Linked DNA regions of Mus musculus: region 2 is linked to region 1. The links are chromatin contacts, called in public Hi-C maps. All regions are on one chromosome and are shown on one strand. The core of a region is the stretch at or near the end of the contact, and the rest is flanking DNA. Distances in the headings are between cores, read along the strand shown. Region 1 overlaps Gm39683 (a long non-coding RNA gene). Region 2 has its middle 14 kb from the start of Cryzl2.

The links. A called contact is a pair of places that touch in the nucleus more often than the background predicts.
Region 2: a contact with region 1 is called in a Hi-C map of the N1E-115 cell line, with 4 times the contacts expected there. The contact joins two enhancer-like sites. A contact is called at or near these places in 11 of 39 promoter capture datasets (the 3T3-L1 cell line, the C10 cell line, embryonic stem cells and 4 more), 10 of 484 Hi-C or Micro-C datasets (B cells, LSK cells, the N1E-115 cell line and 6 more), 8 of 115 datasets of contacts at active chromatin or transcription factors (bone marrow-derived macrophages, differentiating embryonic stem cells, embryonic stem cells and 1 more) and 2 of 9 other capture datasets (adipose tissue and embryonic stem cells).

The regions. Positions count from the first base shown.
Region 1 is chr1:156,750,728-156,754,740 of GRCm38.p6, reverse strand. Gm39683 (a long non-coding RNA gene) reads right to left here. Exons shown (of 3, transcript XR_865660.1): 3 at 1,480-1,679. Among named protein-coding and RNA genes, the nearest start is that of Gm39683, 8.3 kb to the right of the region's middle. Within about 2 kb of position 2,195, at least 79 of the 459 cell types and tissues checked have an H3K27ac peak or open chromatin away from gene starts, as enhancers often do. A contact at or near this core is called in the N1E-115 cell line, adipose tissue, cortical neurons and 2 more, where this site is marked.
Region 2 is chr1:157,442,512-157,446,600 of GRCm38.p6, reverse strand. No RefSeq gene overlaps it. Among named protein-coding and RNA genes, the nearest start is that of Cryzl2, 14 kb to the left of the region's middle. Within about 2 kb of position 2,245, at least 84 of the 459 cell types and tissues checked have an H3K27ac peak or open chromatin away from gene starts, as enhancers often do. A contact at or near this core is called in the N1E-115 cell line, adipose tissue, cortical neurons and 2 more, where this site is marked.

The sequences.
Region 1 (4,013 bases), core at 946-3,445:
ATCCATTCTGCTGTCTCCGAAGGACAAAAGCAATCGAAGAAGCCTTGTGGTTTAGGGCTGTGCATGGTTCTCCTTTTGTAGGTTCCTCCAGTTTAATGACTATTCCTGCAAAGTCACTTTGGTCAGCTTGGGGGCCAGGAGTGGAGAGTTAGGGTTTCTGTTCTGATTTGGAAAAAGCACTGAATCTGGAAGGCGCTCCCAGCTCAGAAGCAAGGTGGAGGCTCACCCTACCGCCAAGCTGCTGGCTGGCAGCTTCTCTCCTAGAAGTGGGGAGAGAGATAGTTTTCTGGTTGTTTCTGGTAGATTTCAGGTGAGTCTGACACTGTCTTAGATGCCTGTGAACTCAGTGGGCCAGGGGGGCAGAGGGTAGTACAATATAAAACTGAAGGGAAGCAGAGATGTTGAACAACTGGCATTGATTTTTATAGTGTTATACAGTTATGCATAATTTCATAGTTTCCGAAGTTAAGAATTACTTAAAAGCATAAAATACAAACAACAGTGCAGCGAGTACTTTCCCTCAGAGACTCTGACTCTGAGGGCAACCTCCTGTATTTCCTTACCCATTCTTAAAACTTTAACTACACATTTTAAAAGGCTATTAATCTTGATCTAATTTTCATTTTAGACACTCTTTATTGACTGTCACCAGAAAAGGCGAAGATTCATCTCTTTTACATATATACTTTTCTGATCCCCAGACACATGCTCACATGTGTATACACACATACACACACACACACTTCCACTGGCCCACTTAACAATCAGCTGTTCGACAGTAGAGAGTGGAGAACGGTTTCAAACCACAGTTGGTGCCAATCTAATGTTTTGTAGCACAAAAGAGCAACAGAGTCTGACATGATTAGTTATGCATTTTAACAGACTACAACGTGTGTGTGTGTGTGTGTGTGTGTGTGAGAGAGAGAGAGAGAGAGAGAGAGAGAGAGAGAGAGAGAGAGAGAGAGAGAAGTGTGCAGTACATCTGTGGGTGTCGGCCTGTAGAGGCCAGAGGTCAATACCAGAAGTCTTCCTCAGTTAACCCCCACCTTATTTGACACAGGATCTCACTCAGAACCAGAGGTTGCTATTTCAGTTAGCCTGGCTATACAGCAAGTCCTAGGAATCCTCCTGTCTCCACCACTGGCTCTGGCAATGGGATTATAGGCGTACACTCTCCTGTCTGACTTGATTTTTCAAGTGCATGCTTAGGACGCCAGCCCAAGTCCCTGCACTTGGACAAGGCCATTATGGACTGAACCAGCTCCCAAACCAAAAATTAAAACATTTTAAAGTTAAAAATAGAAAAAAATTAAATATTCAGCATACACTGTATTAAAATAAGCCATGCCAAAATGCATATAATTACTACATATCAATCAAAAAGTAATGCCAAAAAATAATAACCAATATTTAGTACTTTTATTGTTTCTGGGCAAATACTACTCCATGTTAAATCCAGACTCATTTCCTTTCTTTAGAGTCCCCACCTCTACCCCATACCCGCCTTAGAGACTGCCTTTGTGGGACTAGAGAAATGACTCAGCGGTTAGATCGCGGTTATGATCGCTTGATGCTCTTCAAGAGGAACAGAGTTCAGGTCCCAGCACCTGTGGCAGGCAGCTCATAACTTCTTACAACTTCAGATCCAGGGGATCTGACCTCTCAGGACACCCCCAAACCTAGGGCAGAAGAGAGACACGGCCACATACGTATATGAAAAGTACAAATGAAGCTCAATTTAAAAGAATACCTGCTGTTGTTGTTTTGCTTTATTCTCCGTGTAGTTTATCATTCATCTCTCCCCATGCCACCTCCCCCCCCCCATGATGACTCAAACCACAGCGGGATGCTTTAATTTTTTTCTCCAAACATCGCTCTCTTCAGAGGATGATTTATTTTCTTTAATTGCTTCCATAAGACACCATTCAAAGCAACCGAAGGCATTGTGGAGAAATGAGACCCACAGCCAGGTATTAGCATCAAGAATACAGAAAGCTGGAGTTACAGTAGTTATGAGCTGCCTGGCAAGGGTTAAGTGGGGCTGCAGGACCAGGAAGCTGAGAGCTTACATACTTAGCTATAAACATAAGCAGAGAGGGCAAACTGAAACTTTGCAAGGCTTTAAGCTCAAAGCCCTCCTCCACCGATCCCAGCCCCACCGCTGCACCGGCTAAAGCTCCCCAAACAGCGCCACCAACTGGAGACGAGATGTTCAAATGCAGGACCGTGGAGCTAGCTCATTTCTTATTCAAACCACCGTAGCAAGCTCTCATCTCCTTGCTATGGAACCCGCTATGCTTCCTTTCAGTTCCTTTTTGATCCTAATTCTCTCTGCCTCGGCCTACACTTCATTTTGGTGGAGTTACTGTTTAGTACGGTCCTGTGCAAAAAGGCGAAGGGATCGATCACTCTGAAGGCACTGTTCCTCGTGCCCTGGTTTGTGTGCCGCCTTTGTCCTCATCCCTGCGCTTTGTATGTGACTTCTCCTTACCCAGCTCATCTCTGCGTTCTCGATGCTCTGACAACTCAAGATTAAGTACCTGGCTGTGGGCCTCATTTCTCCGCCATGCCTTTGGACCAGTGATTTATGAACGTGGCACTGAAATGCTTTCTAGTATGCTTAATTGATTATGTGCGCTCATTCTCTGGTCTTTCCCACTGAAACGCCTGCAGGATGACCTTTGACCTTTCTTTTTTTCCATTACTTTGATTTTTGTTTGTTTGTTTTTTGTTTTACTCCTAGGAGATTTCCACAATTGGTATTTACAGTCCCCAGTGGGATAAAACTGTTAGTAGTTTCCAAGACTGGCTTCTTATGCAGTTGTATCCATTTCTTTAAATGGCACCTTTCCCCTTTAAAAACACAAAACAAAACGAAATGCTGTGCCTTAAGCTGGACATGGTAACTCAAAAACAGATGGATATCTGTAAGTTAGAGACCAGCCCTAATCTACATAGTCAGACTCTCCCAAAACACCAAAAGAACAATAGAAAAAAACTAAAAAATTTTAAAAAGAAAGAAAAGAAAAGAAGGGAAAACTGGACTGTGATCTTTCTGGGCATCACTGTAATTATTTTAATGGTTCAGGGGTTTCTTTTGCTTGTTTTGGTTTGGGTTGGGTTGGGGTTTTTGGTGTCTTACATTCCCTTTGTTACCCAGAAAGTCCCTTTCTCTGTTTATTTTTGTTAGTTTTGGTGTCTTTCACACTGAAAGTTGTGTAGTTTGGCTTTAAAAATACAAAAATACAAAAGCTGGGGCAGGAGTGAGGGGACACTTACAACAAAATATAAAAACCTGTCTTCAGAAAAAAATTAAAGTATACAAGCTCCCTTTAAGGAGACAAAAGGTAAATTCATTGTTATAAAATGAAAATTTTCAACTAAAGATTATATTTTGCTGTACATTGTACTTTCTAGATGACATTTAAGATGCTCCACATACCCCAGAAATAATAAAGAAATTAGCTGGCATTAAACCTTGTTTTCACTATAAACATCGCATCACAGTTTTTCTGTTTTTGAATTGGTTACCATTTGTGAAACTGACATCTGTTTACTGAGAGAAGAGCCTGTTGCTGCTCTCGGAGTTTAGCTGGGTCGCTAGGATCCCTGACAATCAGATAATAACCACGGCCACCCAGAGTCAGTGGATCCCAAGTTCCTTGTCTCAAACCCAAGGAGAAGCAGGAACCACAGTTGAGCAGTAGGCATAGTGGACACAGATTTATTAAGGAAAAGTTGGTTTCAAGGTGACACAAACCTAGAGTCACCCAGGAAGAGGGAGGGACTCTCAACTGAAGGATTGCCGCCATCGGATTGACTTGTGGGAAATTTTTTTTTATTGAATATTTTCTTTATTTACATTTCAAATGTTTTTCCCTTTCCAGGTCTCCCCTTTGGAAACCCCCTATCCCATTCCCCCTCCCCCTGCCTCTATGAGAGTGCTTCCCACCTACCCACTCCTGTCCTCCCACCCTGGCATTCCCCTACACCGTGGCATCGAACACCCTCAG
Region 2 (4,089 bases), core at 996-3,495, 690 kb before region 1:
CAGATGGTTCTGCTTCCTGCTCAAGTTCAAGGACTTCTGGCCTGGCAGAGCCTCCGGTCACTAGAGGGCAGCCTGAAGCAGCCTTTTCGAGCGCTTCTCCCTTGCCAACTGCCAAAGCTGTGGTGCCCATGTTGTTCTGGCCAGTAGCTTGCCAGCCCACCCAGGAACCGGTTTCCTTCCAGAAACTTGTCTCGTTGCCACAGCACTGAATATATCCTGCATGCATTTCACAGTGGCACTATCAGAAATCCGATTCCCAGAGAAAAATGAGTCCTTAAAGATGTACAGATTGTGCATTCTCAAACATTAGATATTGGAAGAATCGAAGGCATTCTTCCTACTCCCAAAAAGTTCAAAGATAAGGCAAAACTATAAAGATATCTTTTTTAAAAGATTATAATGAGTTAGCAGTTTTCAAGTTAATAGAATAGAGTGGTAAGTTAGACATAGATGCTTGCCTATATTCATCAAGGAGCCCCAGGCCCAAGGGGGCTGAATGGCATCATTGCAGACTAAGATGTTTGTAAATTATTGTGGGGAGGGTAGGATGAAAGGGGACCTTGGAATAAAGTGAGACCCAGAGTCTAACTCAAGGCCTTCTCCTGGTGCCTCAGCGGGTACTTTAAATATCATCAGCCATCAATTTTCATATTGGCACAGTGTTGTGGATTCAATACAAGCTTGCAGAGCACTACTGGGTGCCAAGCTCTGGGAATACAATGGTAGGTAGACAAGACAGAGACCTTCATACCGCCCTCAGCCATTTACAGTCCAGTGTGGGAAATGAATGAGCAGTTCTGAATCAACGTACTGGGTGGCAGGTAAGGTAGGGTCTGTGAGTGTCCGTAGGAGAGAAGCCTAACTCAGGGTCCAGGTGAAGAAAGAAGGAAGGCTTCCTGGAGGTAGAGCCCTCCAGTGGGATCATCGAATACAGGAGTTAGAAGCAAAGAAAGGTCAGGGAAGAGAGGAAGCAAGGCCTATTTAAGGAACTGAAAGAAGAGCCTGTAAGTGGGTAAGAGGGAGCCCAAGAGGCAGAGCCCAGCATTTAAGAAGCCTGTTCTAGGGCTGGTGAGATGGCTCAGTGGGTTAGAGCACCCGACTGCTCTTCCGAAGGTCCAGAGTTCAAATCCCAGCAACCACATGGTGGCTCACAACCATCTGTAACAAGATCTGACCCCCTCTTCTGAGTGTCTGAAGACAGCTACAATGTACTTACATATAATAAATAAATAAATAAATAAATAAATAAATCTTTTAAAAAAAAAAAAAAAAAGAAGAAGCCTGTTCTAGTGGGGATATTCGGTAATAACCCTTAGGGCACTTGGGAATCGCTAAAGGGTCAGGAGTAGTGGTGGGAGTCAGGTCCCCACATTTGGGAGCGCCTGCTGATGCAGGGTCAACGCTACCTCGGAACACTAGCAAACAAGTCTGCAGGACTCCGCCTTGCCCTTTAACTGGACCTTTCCGGTTTCCTTCCTCCGTCCATATTCATCAGTTTTCCCTGAAACTCTTTCAAAACAGAGCTCTATTTTAAGGTCATCTTCACTGGGAAGGAAGCAAGAAGAACCTAGCATGTGACTGTCATGCTTGCTGGACTTACTTGCCTGCCCTCAAGTCCCAGCGTTCCTTGCAGCAGGTGATCTCTAAGGAAGGACAGGGACAGAGGGAGGCAGGGGGATACCAAGTCCCAAACCTGTTTTCTTCTAGGTTAGACAGATTCACACTTGTCTTATGAAGGCAAGACAGAGAGGAAAACGCAGAATCTTTTGGGTCCCTGCCCAGAACATATGCAAAATGTACAGAGAGGCCTTGTCTCCCCCGGGGGGGGGGGGGTAGCTGATGCTCAGGTCTTTCCTTTGGCCCATGTGTCCAAATGTAAAACCCCTAATCCAGCCTCCAGTCCTGAGCTACAGGTTGCTCAGAAGCAGGTGATAACAGTAAACTTTAATGACCAGCAGGCTCGCCGGGAAGCACAGCCGTTTAAGCCTTATTTAATTAAAGTCTAATTCTATGCTTGTTTGCCTAAAGACTGATATAAAAAAGCTCCCACTGCCAGCAGGTTTAATGGACTCCACCCCACGTCTATCCCACGGTAGCCTATACTCTATTCTCGTTTCCTAAAACGGAGAATAAGCCTTCAGATAACACCCGTTCCTCCACTCTGGCCCCTGGGACGGGAGGCTCACACCCAGTTTTCTTTCCATCAGAGCAAGGAAGAGTCTGTGTTGTGTGCAGGGCCTGGAGCCTCTGGTCACAAAAATAAACCACTGGAGCGCACGGACTTTCCTTTCCTGACAGTGAGCTTAGTCAGGAAGAGGCACTTGCACAAGATATTTTCCCCATGTTTTTCAAAAGGCATTCAAGGGAGAAACAAAGGGGTGGAAAGAAGGCTTCTTAGCCCATCCTCTTTATTCCCCAAAACAGGCTCCAGGGAAGCCATCCCTACCCCTATCCTTATAGCTCCCTCTTCGGTGTGCACCCACCCCTTCCCACCCCAACATCCTTCCAGATTCCTTTTGCACACTGCTCCACTGAGACTTAAACGAACCACCGTCTCTCTGATTGTTGGGCTCATAACTGAAACTTCCCACACAGCAATATGAAGAGACGTATGATTCAAGCCTCTCCGTTCCAGAAATATTATTAGTCTCGAAAAAAAAAAAAAAAAAAAAAAAAAACAACAGGGGCCTGCTCTATGTCTGTCACCTGAAATAAACTCCCAGTTTCTTCCTCTGCTTCCCAGATGCTCGATTCTAAAGATTATTCAAGCTTCTTTTACCACCCCCAGGTTCCCTACCCCAACAGTTCTAGAGAGAGGGAGGAGGAAGGTGAAGCCCTCAGACGTTGGCCCCAGGAAGGCGGGGCGGGGCTGGACGGGACAGGGGGATGAGGGTGGGGGATAGTGTTGGGATGGGGGAGATGTGGTCACAGGGAGCGAAAATGCGCTGGCTTAACCTCTGAGACTCCCTAGAGACTCCAGTTTGTGTCTCTTTGCGGAGCTCAGAACAGCCTGTATGTTCTCGTCTCCCTGTTGTGTGCCAGGCGCTTCCCCAGTGAGATATCTCCAGTAGAAGCTTTTCCTGTGAGGGGTGGGGAGCTTTTGTTCTCTTCGAAATCTGGTGCAGCTAATTAAAAGCATTGTCCTGGGAGGCGGGAAGTGGAGGGCTTCCAGGGACCCGTGTTTTTTACCGGGGAAGAGTGGCTGCTGTGTGCTATTGAGATGTTCTTGATCTCTTGGCCCTGCTGGGCCAGCCACTTCAGGGGGAGATTTTGATAAAGCCCAGTAAAGTAAAAATAGACTCGTGTAGCAACGGCTCTCCTTTTCTTCCTTTAGCATGTGTTCTGAGAGGTGCTGGGTTGCAATTACAAACCATTTCAGAGAAAGGCCCTCCAATAGTTGGGCTTTTGACTCCTATTGACCCGGAGCATTTTGGAGGTCATGGGACCAGCTGCTTTATTCTGTTTCACCCATTTCCTGACCAATTGCATGCAGGCATGTTGCTGAAGTAAAATTTCTAGCAACGTTTAGCTATTGGTTGACAGTGTAGAAGTAGTTACACCGCTCTTGGTTATTGATTTTAAAGACATACGTGGTTGGAGCTGTAGAAATGGCTCAGCAGCAAGCTCATAACCATCTGTAACTCAAATTCCAGGAGGTCAGCCTCTCTCTTCTGACCTCCAAAGGCACCAGCAATACATGTGGTACACAGACATCCGTGCAGGCAAATACTCATACACGTGAACTAAAATAACAATAAAAATAAATAAATTAGAGCCGGGCAGTGGTGGTGCACGCCTTTAATCCCAGCACTTGGGAGGCAGAGGCAGGTGGATTTCTGAGTTCGAGGCCAGCCTGGTCTACAGAGTGAGTTCCAGGACAGCCAGGGCTATACAGAGAAACCCTGTCTTGAAAAACAAAACAAAAACAAAAATAAATAAATAAATAAATCAGGAATGTGGTATTATAGAATACAGCATTATACAAGTCTTAAAATATTATATAATCTAGGATAGTCCCCACAGAGGCAAACACGGTTAGGACCAAAGTTTGATGAGGCAGCTTGCACTCATTTGAGGAGTGTCACTCCT